2 separate regions of the Sus scrofa genome follow, and region 2 is linked to region 1. Evidence: chromatin contacts called from public HiChIP or PLAC-seq data. All regions are on one chromosome and are shown on one strand. Each heading gives the region's core, a stretch centred on a gene start, on an enhancer-like site or on the middle of the called end of the contact. The rest is flanking DNA. Distances are from core to core; before and after follow the strand shown. Region 1 has its middle 14 kb from the start of ST5. Region 2 holds the start of RPL27A (60S ribosomal protein L27a).

Region 1 (6,498 bases), core at 2,215-4,714:
CGTGGTCCTCGCTGCCTCGTGCTCTGTGCAGTCAGCACAGCCGTGACTCTGGGTCTCGGGGACCGTCTGCCTCTGCCTTCGTCTCCTGTTGGAAGATTCTCCCTCGGGTGTGTGACCCTCTGATCCCTGCTCTCCCAACGCTTCATTTTTGTAGAGCTTTGGTCAGACTTCTGTCCACCCTGCCTCCCTCTTTCCCTGCCAACCTCTTGCCCTATTCCCGGTAAAAGCCCCTCCTGTTGGCAGACCAGCTTCTCCACGTTTCCTTTACTTTTTCAATTCTTGTGTGCAAAGTCAGCTAACTTCAACAATTTTTAAATAATAGAAGAAAGCCATGCTCGTTGCAGAATATTTGTACACAGCAAAAATTATTAGGAAGAAAAGCCAAAATCACATATCACCCCATTACCAGAGTAGCATTAAGTACTGTTATGTTTTGGGATTAAACCCTTTTTTTTAATATGTTCTAGGTTTGCTCTTTAAAAGCAAAAAACAAACGCACATAGCATTGTGTCGAAACTTCCTTTTTTGACTAATATTATTTGGGTATCTTCCACAGACAAATATTAAAGCAAAAGAAAAAAGTTGATTTAATGAAAACCTGTGCACCCACCACTCAGATTTAATATTAGCATTTTACTGTATTTGCTTCAGGTCTCTTATTTAAAATTTTTTAAAATATGACAGATATGACTGGAGTTCCCTTCGCTCAGTTGCTAACGAATCTGACGAGGAACCATGAGGTTGTGTGTTCGATCCCTGGCCTCGCTCAGTGTGTTAAGGATCTGGCGTTGCCGTGAGCTGTGGTGTAGGTCGCAGACATGGCTGGATAGTGACTCAGATTCAGTGTTGCCGTGAGCTGTGGTGTAGGCTGCAGATGTGGCTTGGATCCTGCGTTGCTGTGGCTGTGGTGTAGGCCACAGATGTGGCTTGGATCCTGCGTTGCTGTGGCTGTGGTGTAGGCCGCAGATGTGGCTTGGATCCTGCGTTGCTGTGGCTGTGGTGTAGGCCGGTGGCTACAGCTCCGATTCGACCCCTAGCCTGGGAACCTCCATAGGCCACGGGTGTGGCCCTAGAAAAGACAAAGAAAAGAAAAAAGGAAAAAATACGGCGGCTCCGCATAAGCTTTCCCAGTCCTTTCCCCTCGGAAATCGCTAAGCCTCCTCACCCGGCACGCGGTCGTCTTCTCTGTGTGTCCTTGGATGATGTAGAGCAGCGTGTGTGTTCAGTTTTGTACACTCGACACCATTTCTCCACGCAGCCGTTGGCAGGGGCTTGTTTTACCCCGTGTCATTGTCGGAAAGTGGGCCTGGATAAAATCGTTCCGTTTAATTGGTGTGTGATGAGCCGCTGTGTAGTCTTGCGGGGAGATCAGAGCCTTTCCGCGTGTTGTGAGTAACCAGCGTTCTTATACGGGGAACGCGCTCGCGTCCCCGTAAACCAGCCGGCGGGAGCGGCGTGTGCGATGCTTCCCCTTGCGAGGCCACACCTGCTCGCTGTTGGTGGTGGTTTACGTGTTTACCGGCAATGCCGACAGTTTTTCTTTCCCGGCGTTTTTGCTAACGTTGGAGGGTCTTCACGCCTCGGTGTCTTCCACTCTTCGACTGTGCAGCAGCGTCGCGTGGCTTCGTTTGCGTTTTCCTGGTTTCAGAGGCGGAGTGCCGGTTCGGTTCGTGTTTTATTGATTATCTGGGTTTCCTTGGCTTTGAATCGTCTCTTCCTCTCTTTCGCCTGTTTTTCACTTGGGTTGTCTCTTTCCTGTTGCTTCTCCAAGTGCTTGATATGGTCTTCTTTTTAATCCTTTGTGACTTAGGTGCTTTGCAGTGTCTCCTTCCTGGCTGTGGCTTGTTTTTCTTGACTTGATGCAGGGTGTCACTGTGCGAGTGTGTCTCTTCTGGACGTGTGTGCTCCTGAGCTGCCCCCCCGCAGAGCTGTGCTGTTTGCAGACCCGCGTGTCCGAGTGCTCCACCTGCCAGCCCTGCCTGATGCTGGGTCACTAAGGCACGGGATTGCCTGGACGGAGGGACAGAAAGTGGTCCCGCCTCTTGTTTTCTCCCTTCTCCTTCCTGCCCGAAACCCCGCTTCTCCCTGAAGAGGGCGCCTCCCTTGTGGCTCCTCTACTGCAGCGGCTTCTTCCCGTCCCGACCTTCACCCTGCACCCGCCTGGCAGCCGCTCCTGCCTGAAGGCCTCGCTCTTTGGCCCGTCGCTTCTCCTTGCTTTCCCTGCTCACTGCCTCCAGCCTTCTTCCCAGTCTCCTGTCTGGCGGAACTAGGACCCGGGGCTTCCCGCCGAGAACCCGGCAAGGCTGCCGCCTCACAGCCCCTCAGCCTTTTCGGCTCTGAGAAGTCCTTCCTCTTAAGGCCTCATCGCCTGAGCGCTTCTGCTTTGGAGTTTGGGACGCTGCATGCTTTCTGCCCCTCCCTAAGCTCCCGAACGCCCACGCCCTACGCTTTCTTGGCCCCTCTGGCCCCTGCTTCTCCAGCCGGTCCTCGTCCTCAGGACCCCAGCCTCAAAGACATGCCTTCTGCCGCTGTACCCGACCAGCTGACCTCCGCCCTCCCTCCTGGCCTGAAATCGCCAGCCCTGGGCGACCACAGAAGCAGACCCCTCTGCTGCAGCCCTGGGTTCTGAGGACGGCCCCTTCTTTTGGAAGCACGGTTTCTGATCCATCATTCCTTTCTCAGAAAATGTTCTTGACTTCGCAGAGAAAAGGTGGGATTCTTAGTCTGGCTCTCAGAGGCCGCTGGGGTCTGGTGTTTTTCTGTCTCTGGCCCCCTTCCGGGCCAACTGCCATGAGACTGTCTTGCTCCCCTTCTTGTCGCTGCCTTCCTGCCACCAGGGCTGTGCTCTCGTTGTCCCTCTGCCCAGGACGGCCCGCCTCGTCCTGTGCCATTTGACCTTCCAGGGCCAGTGCAAGGGCAGCCCCCCCGACCCCGCTCTGCGTCTTCACCTAGAGTAACACCCCCTCCCCCGCGCCCCCGCACCTAAGCCCGCGGCCTTTGGTCTGCGGTGGCTCCTTCCCAGGGTTGGTGGTCGTTTGTGCCCACCTCACTAGAACGTCAACTCAGGATGGACCCAGGCCCCGCGCACCTGCTGGTGTTCGGAACACATGAGCTGGATGACGGCGCGTGTGAGCGGGAGGAGGCGAGACCGGCCCTGCGGGACCAGAGGCGGCACTAAAGCCTCGCACCCTCTCCTGCTCTGGTGAGTGAAGACAGCTTGACCCGAGCCAGCCGAGAAGAGACCCCCTGTGCGGCCGGGGGAGCACGCGGCTCGGCCCGTGTGGGAGCGGGAGCCTGGAGCACCGAGAGGTCCAGCAGGGTGTTTCCGGCTCAGGAGCCGGGCTGGGTGTTGTGGGCACTCTGGGGAGGGCGTTTGCCCCGCTCAGAAGGAGGAAGCACCGAGCCCGCTCTCGGCAGAGGCAGGAGCAGAGGGACCGGAGGGTGTGGCAGCCGTGGGGCAGGTTCGGTTCCTTCCCTCGCACCTGGCAGGCCTGCCTTCTTCCTGCCCTGGGACCTGGAGTCACAGCCTGAGTCTTCATGCCAAAGGGCCTTTTGTCTCATTCTGTTCACCTGCTGTTTGTCCTTGAAAACCTGTCTCGCGTCTCCCCCCCACGTCAACCCCGTCTGAGCCCCCTCCCTCCCGCCCACGAACCTTGGACTGCTCGGTCTGGCTCTCACGTGGCGTCAGTTCCTGTCGATAGTCCGTGAGCCCCTTGAGCGCAGGAGTCACATCTCCCTTTTTCCTCTGCCGAGAACAGAGCAGGGGCCCTGCTCACCGCTGATTGTATCGAGGAGCCTGACGCCAGAACCGGGGCCACGATCCGTTGTGGACGAACTGAAGGGGGGAGAGGCCGGGGAGGCGGGGTCGGGGTCGGGGTCTGGGGAGGCAGCGCTCATCTGGAGAGTCCCTCGCGACCGAGGGAGGAGTGCGGGTGTCCTCGGCGCTGGCGGGAGGCCGCAGCAGGCAGGCGGGGGCACCGGTGTTGAGGTGTGGCCTCCAGGGAAGAAGGGGGGCTGTGCCGGGGCCGCCCGGCGGTGACCGACCTGGGGGACTGGCTCCGGCCAGCTGCCCTGAATGTGGGCGCCATCGGCCCACGTGGTCAGCAGGAGCTCGCAGGGTGGCTGGCAGCCGCTTCCCGGAGCTGGGGCCGGCCGGGGGCGGCAGGCCAGTTTGGCTGGCCGGCCTTTTCTGCCTTGAAGCACTTGGTTTCTGTTGCTAACAACAGACGCGGGCAGTGTAAATACAGCCCGACTCCCAGACACGTGGACCCGCGCGTGCAGACTGACCAGTGGGTGGTCAGCGGCGGGGGAGGGGCGGCAAACGTGTGGCGAGGCCTCTGCCGATGCTCCGACTGTGCCCGGGCCCTCCCGCTAGCCTTTGGCGGGGCCGCCCGCGGGGCAGCCTGGGGGCCGAGTGGGAGATGACCCTGCCTGATGCTCCAGGTTTCAAAGACTTCAGCTCTTGTTCCAGTTGGACACGACGCCCCGCGCAGGCGTACACGCCTCCGAGCTAGATGCCAGCGATCCGAGGGCTGATGGCAGCTGCTGCTTTGTGTCCTGCCTGTTCGGTCAGGCTCTGGCCACTGGCCACACGTGCCAGACATCGATCAGCAGGCGCTGTGGCCTCCGGGCAGCCCTGGCCTACCAAGCACACCTGAGCACACGAGCGCTGTGAGCTTCTCTAGACGGGGTCCCAGGCTGACTCAGTCTTGCCGGGAAGGGTGACCTCACCAGCAGGAGGCCAAACCGTCGCGCTGTAAGAAGCAGTGGCGGAGACGCACGTGCGATGCACTGACCCCGAGGCTTGGGGCTCAGGCCGATTGCGGGGAGGACGCGGGGCGGAGGGCAGTGAGTCTCCACGGCCGGACGTGACACTGGGGTGGGTTGGGGCTCTCCTCCCGCCGAGTCTTGGGTCTCTACGTTGGCGCGTGGAGAACCTCTTGTGTTTCCCTCAGGGAGAAAAGAGCAAATGCCTCAGAACACACTGCGTCACGTGGAGTCCCTCCACCCGTTACTGCAGGAGTTGAAGGACCCGGGTTTGTGGGAATGGGTTCATCGAGGTGCACAATTTACACGGTTGCCAGGGTTCTTCCCACAATGGTGGCCCTCTGACTCCTGGTCCAGCAGCCTTTCTTGAGTAGGAGCGAGAGGGCTAAGTTGTTGTCGTTGGGTCTGAGGGTGGCTTATCACCTAAGGGTGTGGCCTGCTGAAACCCTGTCACCAGTGTCCTCACAGACGGTGCCTGGCCATTGTTTGTGGACCTGATGTTTCCTAGCCCACGTGTAAGAAGGACCTTTGACCTGGGCCTGGAGCATGGATGGGATTTAGGTGGCAGCGAGGGCAGAGACGACCCCAGGCTGGAAATGGTTTGAAAAGTAAGACATGGATGCAGACATGAAGAGGTTTGGAGCAGGAGGTGTCCTGTCTGGAGAGAGAAGCGCGCGTGTGTGTGCACGTGTGTGTGCGTGTGGTGTGTGTGCGCGTGCGTGGAGGGTGGGGGACGGCGGTGGTCGGGTGGGGGTGGTTGACGAGAGGGGAGAGGAGTGAGACTGGCTGGCATTTGGCAGCGTTCCGGGGAAGTGGAGGAACCTGGATTTGGTGTGATTGGCCCTTTCAGAGCCCGCAGGGAGGAATGACACAGTGGTGCTGTGGTTCCGGGTTCTCAGTCTCTGGTGTGGGAGCCGGCGGCCTGAGATGGACGAACAAAGGGCCCTCGTGGTGATGGTAGGGACGCTTCACGTTGCTTTGGGACCTCCCTGGGCTGGCGCTCAGGGAAGGGCGCTTTCCGTAACCAGAGGCCATTGTAGTAAGCTTGGAATGAGGCGATTAGCTGGAGAAAAACTGCCCAGAAGATGACAAAGTTTGCTGCTTCCTAGTTGGCCATATTTGGCTCTCGCTTGGTTAAATAAGAACAGCTCCAAGGACGTCTTCTTCCAGAGCGCGGCTCCCAGAGCGTGTCCTTGGAGCTGCTGGCTCGGCCGGGCCTCTGTGCTGGTGCACAGTCCCTGCCAGGAACTAAGGTCCCGAGGCCTCCTCTGGGGTGTGTCCCCAGCACAGCCATCTGGAGGGTCAGAGAAATTAGCCACGAGAACGTGCCCGTTAGTGCTTCCAGGGTCACAACCTGTCCATGGAATCCCAGGCCTGGGAACTGCTTCTCTCGAAGGGCTTTTCGGAGTTGGGACAGGCCAGCGGTTCCAGCCCCGACCGCTCCCTTATTTGGACACTAAATTTTTAGGGTGCGGTTAGACTTCTGCTGTGCCTGAGGAGAGTTTTTAAGGACCTGGTGGCCTTGGAGTGATCGCCAGAGAGGTGATGTGACACCAGAGCCAGGCCTTTCCTCCCCGGGCTCCCTCCTTGGCCTCCGGCCCGTGGCTCTGGAGCCGGGCCTGCCTGCTCACCCCCGTCCTGCTGGGGACGGAGCACCTCATGCGGCCGTGAGAGGGTCAGAGTGGCTGGGGCTCCAGGGCTTGGGCCGACCTGGTGCCTGCCCTTGGGCCT
Region 2 (6,737 bases), core at 2,845-5,344, 72 kb after region 1:
TACACATGATCAACAGGTTACCACTCGCTTTATAAATGAAAAGGCTCGTATTAGGTAACTGGCCAAGGCCTCTGAGCACTGGTGCTCTCTCCCATTCTTTCTTAGGAGAGTAGGCACAAGAGGCCAGGTTCTCACACCCTCACTCCCAGAACCTGGTAGGTGGGTTCCTGCTGTACTGGGAAGGAGGCAGAGGGGCAAAGAACCTACACTCAGACTACAAGAGAAAAGCACTTGTCAACATTTAATGAGTTTCCCACCATGTGGTTTCAAGCTACCAGGACACAGGCCCCCCCAACACCCTTAATCTTCTCTTCAGCTCGTCTGCTGAAAAATTTGGCCTTCACGATGACAGGCTGCTTTGGGAGCTTTCCCTTCCCCAGAACTTTGTAGTAACCCTGGAAGAACAGAGAAAAGGGTTTATGACGCACCATGACAGTCACCAACTCTGTGATGGGTACGAAGAAAGACGCCTGCTAACCCACTCCATCCAGGAAGCGCCAAGGGCATGTTTCTGATCTGGGCACTCCCGGGGGCACTGACTGCCCTCGCCAGTGAATCGAGACCAGCAGATTCTCTCCGAGGACTGTAGCACACCAGGACAAGGACTGTCGGGATGTGACTCTAGTCTCGGGCAAAGCTCCTCTCTCTTCCAGCAAGGCTCCAAGTCCTGGTCATCAACATCGCTCAGAGAATGTTAAATACGCAAAAAAGAGAATTTTAAAACTACCGAAAGCCCCCCGCAAGGTTCTGACTACCTCCATACCCCTGGGGGTTTAAGGCCGACACAAGGGCCAGAACGCCCAAAGCTTTTCAAAAATGCTTCTTTGGAAGGAAGGGAGGGGAAATCTCTTCAGATAATGTAGGGCCTTGAATAATGACTGAACACATTCGGGTTTTATTCTGCGAAAAACAGAAGGATGCAGATCTGTGCCTCAGGCAGGCTGGTGTAAAGAGACCAGAGGCAGCTCACTGCCTTTACCACCAGTGGTGCAGCTGAGAAACCCACACCGACCGGGGCACTGACAGGAACAAAATCAATGACTGGAAAAACACTCAAGTGAAAATGAAGTAAAAGACCAAGCAAGTGGAAGGATTACTCTTCGAATGTTTTGCGTGAGTCATAATTGAACAACAGTTCAACTTGGAACAGTGATTCACCTGTGGCAATTCCACCAAAAGGTAGAACAGGTAGCTGGGTATAGACTTAAAGTGGGAGATCAAGCAGGTTTGTTTGTTTGGTTTTTTTGAGAGGCAAGGGCCCATTTAATGTTCAACCTACTTACCGATCGCACCACGTCAATGATAGGAGCAGCTCCGGTCTTGTTCTTGGCAGCATTTATCCGTGTCTGCTCACTGACCAAGGTCCACAATTTATCGAGGTTGACAGTTGGGCAGAAGCTCTGGTTCCTCTTTAAGTGGTAATGCCTCATACCAACTTTTCCAAAGTATCCCGGGTGACTGTGAAGCGAAAACAACCATTTTCACAACCTCACTCTCATTAAAAAGCTATGTTCACCATCTTTATGGGTCATCTCCGCACATAACCACAAACAGCGTAGGTTGTTCAATGATGCGAAAAGAGTACCATAGTAGGTACATCACACACTTCTGTAACAGAGGTCCCCAAACAAATAGGGCAAACACTATCCCATTAACTTGCAGGCCTACGTGGATCTAACAGTTGTGTAAGTCAATTCAATGCATGTCACTAACCTGGTGACTGGCTATGCCACAGGGGGCGCAGCCAGTGAATAAGCTCAGCGGTTACTCTTCGAGGACTCTAGCACACTGAGGCAACAGCGGATACCCAAGCGTGACTCTAGCCTCGAGCTCTCAGTTCCCATGAAATGTCCACAGGACAAAAAGCCAACAACAAGCAAGTTTTGCAAGTAGTCAAAAGCTTGCTTCCCATCAGAGACGTTCCCAGCCACCCTCTGCCCCGACACCCGCGGTTTTCAGTACCGTGAAAGCACACGCTGACAACACTCACTATTTGTCGAAGTTGATCCTGTGGTGATGCATGCCACCCGCATTGCCCCGGCCTCCTGGGTGCTTCCGGTGTTTGCCTGCAGGAGCACACAGCTACATGGCCAACGGTCTCCTCCGAGCGCTTGCAAAAGCGCGCCCGTGCTTCTGTGCCTTTGCTTAGGCTGTTAGCAACCGGCAACACTATCCCTCTAGGCTCCAGGCTAAACACTGCGAAGCAAGGCTTCCCGTCGCAACACTAACGCGGTAATAACTGGCCTTCAACCAATTCAAGACTGAGCCCCGCTCAATCTGCAGGCCCCCAAATGATATCAAATCCTCTCAAAGCGGAGGGTTTTCAGAGAAAAGGCCAACGGCTAACGATCAAGTTCGACGGGCTCCACCGCACAAAGCTTCACCCACCTCTCTAAGCTCATCTGCCGGGGACAGCCCGAGGCCGGCCAGGACGGGAAACCGGCACTTACCGATGCGGCCGTGGCCGTGGCTCACGTGGCCGCGGAGTTTCCGGGTCTTCCTTAGTCTGGACGGCTGTGTGGGAAAAGGTGCCCGGGGTGAGGCCCTGGGAGGTGGGGCGGGGGCCACGCTTGCCAGCCTGGGAAGGGGCTGGGGCGGGGGTCTGCTCTGCGGCGCCTTCAGCGAAGCTGAACCAGGCTGATCACCGCCTGGTTCTCATCAGGGAGGCGCCCGGGTCCGCGTGTCTCAGGAATCCGGACTCCGGGAAGAACACGCGGCCCCAGGCTCCCCGCCCCGTCCCGGCCGCCCCGGCCGGCGGCCGGACGTGAGCGGCCTGGAGGATGAGGCCAAAGGCGGGAGCAGGTGGCTGGGGGAGCAGGTGAGCAAAGCTCGCGGCCTAGGGTAGCAACCACACGGGCGGACCAGGACAATCACCTACCATGTCGGCGGCCGCGACGCAAGAGGAAGGCCTCGGCAAAGTCTCGCGAGCTATCGGGCCCAGGGGCGGAGCCCACGCCTCACTTCCGGCTCGGGGGGCGGGGCCTGCGAGGGCGCGGATCTCGCGCGATTACAGGTCTTGCCGTTTTCGCATCCGGGGGTTGAGCTCGCCATCGCAGAGCTGTTCCGGGGGCGGCGGCGGGGCCGGGAGCCCTGCGCGGTGCAGTGAGTGCGCTGGCGCTCGCAGGCTGAGCTCTGCCGCCGGGGGCGGGGCTTGAGGGCTGCGGTGCGCGCCGCGGGCGGGAAAGCCGCCGGGGCCGCCGGTCTCAGCTCCCCGCCGACCGCCGCAGCCCTGAGCAGTCCCGCGGGTCTCGCTCTGGTTTTGGTGGCTGGCTCGGGCCGGGCGTAGCGGCCGCTTGGCTTGTCCCCTGGCCGCGTGAGGAGCCACTTTTGGCCTTCGGTGCCCACCGGGTCCTCACCCCGCGGCGTATGGAGCGTCCCAGGTCAGGGGTAGTCGGAGCTGTGGCCGCCAGCCTGCACCACGGCCGCAGCAAGGCCGGCCTTTAACCCGCTGAGCGGGCCCAGGGCCGAACCCGCGTCCTCACGGACGCCAGTCGGGTTCGTTAGCCTCGCTCTGGTCCTTTTAGGCTCCGTTTTTGATGTCTCGCCCACCTTCCCGGGCCTGCGCGCCCACGCTCTCGGTCTTCCTCGCTCCTTCGCCCTTGTGCCTGGTCCTGGCCTTGTCCTCGCTTTGAACAGCCTCAGTTCAGGGACCTCTGCGCTTGCTCGCGTTAAGGTCCTGTACTCTCCAGACCCTGTAGATTTTCCGCCGCTCTCTTGTAATTTTCACTGGCACCTACTGGGCGCGCCTGTGAGCCCCTCCTCTTCTGGACAGAGAACCCCCGCTCAGTCTGGACCCAAAGTGAGCGTCCCCTCTTGGAAAACTGACCCATCCGGTCACGGTTGCTCACATGCCCCCACTGGGCCTCCTCAAAAATCTAGGGCGTGGCTCTTAGAGAATCTTGATCTGCGTTTGTCTTTCCTGCTGGACCAAACTCCTCAAAGACTGGAGGATTATTTTCTTTTTATCCATGTACTCCCAGCTCCCGGCATGTAGTACATGTTCAACAAATGATCGTTAACTAAAGTGGAGGGGGCACCCTTCCCGTGTTAAGTCTCAACCAGTGTTCAGGATCACAGTCCATCAGTTAGTCTGTGTGTGTGTGTGTGGTTTCTGTGCCATGTTCTGTAAAGCTAAAATACTGCTTAGCTAAAATATCCTAAATTCTCCCTGTCTCTCTTTCCTACCCTTGCTCCTTCCTTTTCAGCCAAGTTCACCCAAAGAGCAGTCAACAAATCCTGTGCATTTGCTAGTTTCCTGTTCATCCTTTAATCCATCACAGTCTAGCCCTCAGTCCCATTATTGTAATTAAAGTGCTCCTACCAAAGTCATCAATTAACCAAACTCCAAACTGCATGGACTCTTCTCCATAGCACTTGTACTCTGTCTTAACCCATTTGACTTCTTTTTCTAGAGCACCTCTTGCATTCTTCCTACCAGTCTTCCTTTCAGGTTCTTCTGCCTTTGTCCACCGTTTAACTGTTGGTATTCTTCAGCCGTCTGTGCTTGCCCCTGTTAAGGTTTCGTAGGATGCCGTCTCTCCGGCGAGCTCATCTTGGGTGGCTTCCGTCTTCATCTGTGTTGCTGACTCCACAGTCGTATTCACTTAATTACGGGCTAGTTTCCCTCCGACATTCCGAGGGATGTCAGGGAGACGGAAAAAATTATCCTGAGCATCCTTTTCTCTGACACGCTGTCACCAAGTCCTTTTTTAGCCCTCCTGGCACTCCTTCGTGAAGGCCCTTCTCACATCGCTTCTCTGGGGTTCAGCGCCCTCCTGTGATCACCCTGCCTGCACTCCCCCCTCCAGCCCCTCCGTCCTTCACGCCTCTGCCAGGTTCATCTTCCCCAGCCACGACTCTCATGCTTTCACTTACTTCATCAACAAGTTCAGGAGCCCCAGCTGGCCCCAGAGAACAGCGCAGACTCCCCTCCACTTTCCGACACAGGTTTTCTACTGCAGCCAAACTTGAGCCATCCCTGCTGCCCTTCCTCCTGTGAGGTCCTGTTTCTCATGCCAGCTATACTCCCCCTCCTGACCGGAGGTCCTGAAGCTTCCTCTCCTTCTTCAGAGACCCACCTTATCCCCTCCCAGTGCCCAGCTATAATAGCCGAACACAGGCTGCAGTTTCCAGAGTGCATGTGCCTCAGGGGTCCGCACCCCCAGCCCCGGGTGCAGGGCACCGAGGCCCAGCAGGTTGCCTGGCTGCCAGGCGCCAGGGCTGCTGAGACAGAGCCGGGCCTGGTCTCTGTCCCTCCAGGTCTCCTGCCCTTTCCTCAGTGACCACACGCCCTCTGACCTCACAGTGCTGGGGCCTTCATCGGGCCTGGAGCCCTTCGTCCCATGCTGCCTGTCGCCAGCAGAAAGAGGGGCCTGGGGCGTCGGGGGCAAGGCCTGAGAAGAGGTCACCCTCCATCCGGCATCAGGAGCGGCCCGTGCGTGCGCGAGCGGTGAGCGGAGCTCCCTGGACACGGCCCCGAGGAGGTGAGCCGGGCAGAGCGTGGGCAAGGAAAGGTCACCCCCGGTGTCCAGCACGGAGGGGCTGCAGCCAGGACCAGGGCTGCAGGGGCCGGGGGCCGGGGCTCTGCCGCAGGGGCGTCGGCCGGCTGGCTTCTCGGCGCGCGGGCCCGTCCTCTGCCGACCAGCGCCCCGCGTCGGGTTCTGGGCTCGCTTGACCTTCGTCTCCTCGGCGGCTTGACCTCGGGCCAGGGAAGCGCCCTGGACGGCTCTCTGCCCCGGCTTTCCGCGCAGCCCCTCTGCTTCACTGGGCAGCCACGTGGCTGGGAGCGAGGCTCCGTGGGCCTGGTCGGGGCGGTCGGCTTCCCGCCGTCAGCGGCTCTGAGCGGGCGGGCGAGCAAGCGAAGCGGGTCCTCCCTCTGCAGAGGCGAGCAGGGGCCGCCGTGAGGCTCCGGGTGACCCGTCCTGCCTGCTGTGGTCCTGGACGGCACCTCCGAGGGCCGCGCTCTCAGTGACACCTCTTCTGAAGTAGAGGGTGTGCCTGTGGCATCTCAGCCCTCTGGGCGCCCCCAGGGAGTCAGGGCCTCAGCGGACACCCGTGCCACCAGCGGACGCGGGCGGGTGTGTGCGCACTGAGCTTTCTGCTCCCCCGGGGCCCTCTCCAGGTGGCCTTGTGCTCACACTCCCTTGCTCTCCTCTCCGGGTCCCTGAGTCACCAGCTGTCCTGCAGCAGCAGCACCACGGTGTCCCCGGGCTTGTTTTCTTGCCGTCCGTCCTCAGATGTGGGCACTTGGAAATACCACGGTGCTTTCCTTTTCAAGTAGAGGATGGTTAGTTTAAGATAAGAAGAGTCAGGATGTCTTTTCTAAGTGGGAATTTGAGAAAAACTCAGAAAGCCAGATTTATTTCAGAAAGAATTTTAGGAGTCATGCGTAATAGAAAAGACAGTAAAGTATTAAAAAAAATTTTGAAAAAAAAAATCGAGACGTCTCAGGTCGTCGTGCCCACTGTGCTGCTTTCGTGTCTAGGTGGGACCTTCCGGTGTCCCTGCACGTGGAGACACAGCTGTCTGCAGAGCCGGCGGCCGGGCATGCAAACCCCTTTGTATTCTGCTTTTCATTTAGGGTCGTTGTATTTTTCTGTGTCACTACCCAGTGTTCGTGATGATTCTTCTTAACCGCCAGCCCAAGAATCCTTTATCTTAAGTGTGTACTATAATTTCCTCTGCTCTTTTCTCATTTCTTTTCGTGTGTTGTTCTCATTGTGTTCTTTGCTGTTGGA

Evidence for each region. HiChIP or PLAC-seq counts read pairs in DNA pulled down with a chosen protein or histone mark.
Region 2: a contact with region 1 is called in an H3K27ac HiChIP or PLAC-seq map of skeletal muscle. The contact joins the promoter of RPL27A here to the enhancer-like site in region 1. A contact is called at or near these places in 1 of 5 promoter capture datasets (fetal skeletal muscle), 7 of 47 Hi-C or Micro-C datasets (embryonic fibroblasts, fibroblasts, heart right ventricle and 2 more) and 1 of 2 datasets of contacts at active chromatin or transcription factors (skeletal muscle).

What each region holds. Positions count from the first base shown.
Region 1 is chr9:636,732-643,229 of Sscrofa11.1, forward strand. No RefSeq gene overlaps it. Among named protein-coding and RNA genes, the nearest start is that of ST5, 14 kb to the right of the region's middle. Within about 2 kb of position 3,465, at least 29 of the 83 cell types and tissues checked have an H3K27ac peak or open chromatin away from gene starts, as enhancers often do. A contact at or near this core is called in fetal skeletal muscle, liver and skeletal muscle, where this site is marked.
Region 2 is chr9:708,316-715,052 of Sscrofa11.1, forward strand. RPL27A (60S ribosomal protein L27a) reads right to left here and starts at 4,095. Exons shown (of 5, transcript XM_003482496.4): 1 at 2,879-4,095; 2 at 2,451-2,514; 3 at 1,991-2,066; 4 at 1,284-1,458; 5 at 216-395. The coding sequence starts at 2,881. The coding sequence ends at 267. It overlaps TRIM66 (tripartite motif-containing protein 66), which reads left to right and starts at 3,256. Exons shown (of 23, transcript XM_021062260.1): 1 at 3,256-3,380; 2 at 5,260-5,483. The coding sequence starts at 3,367.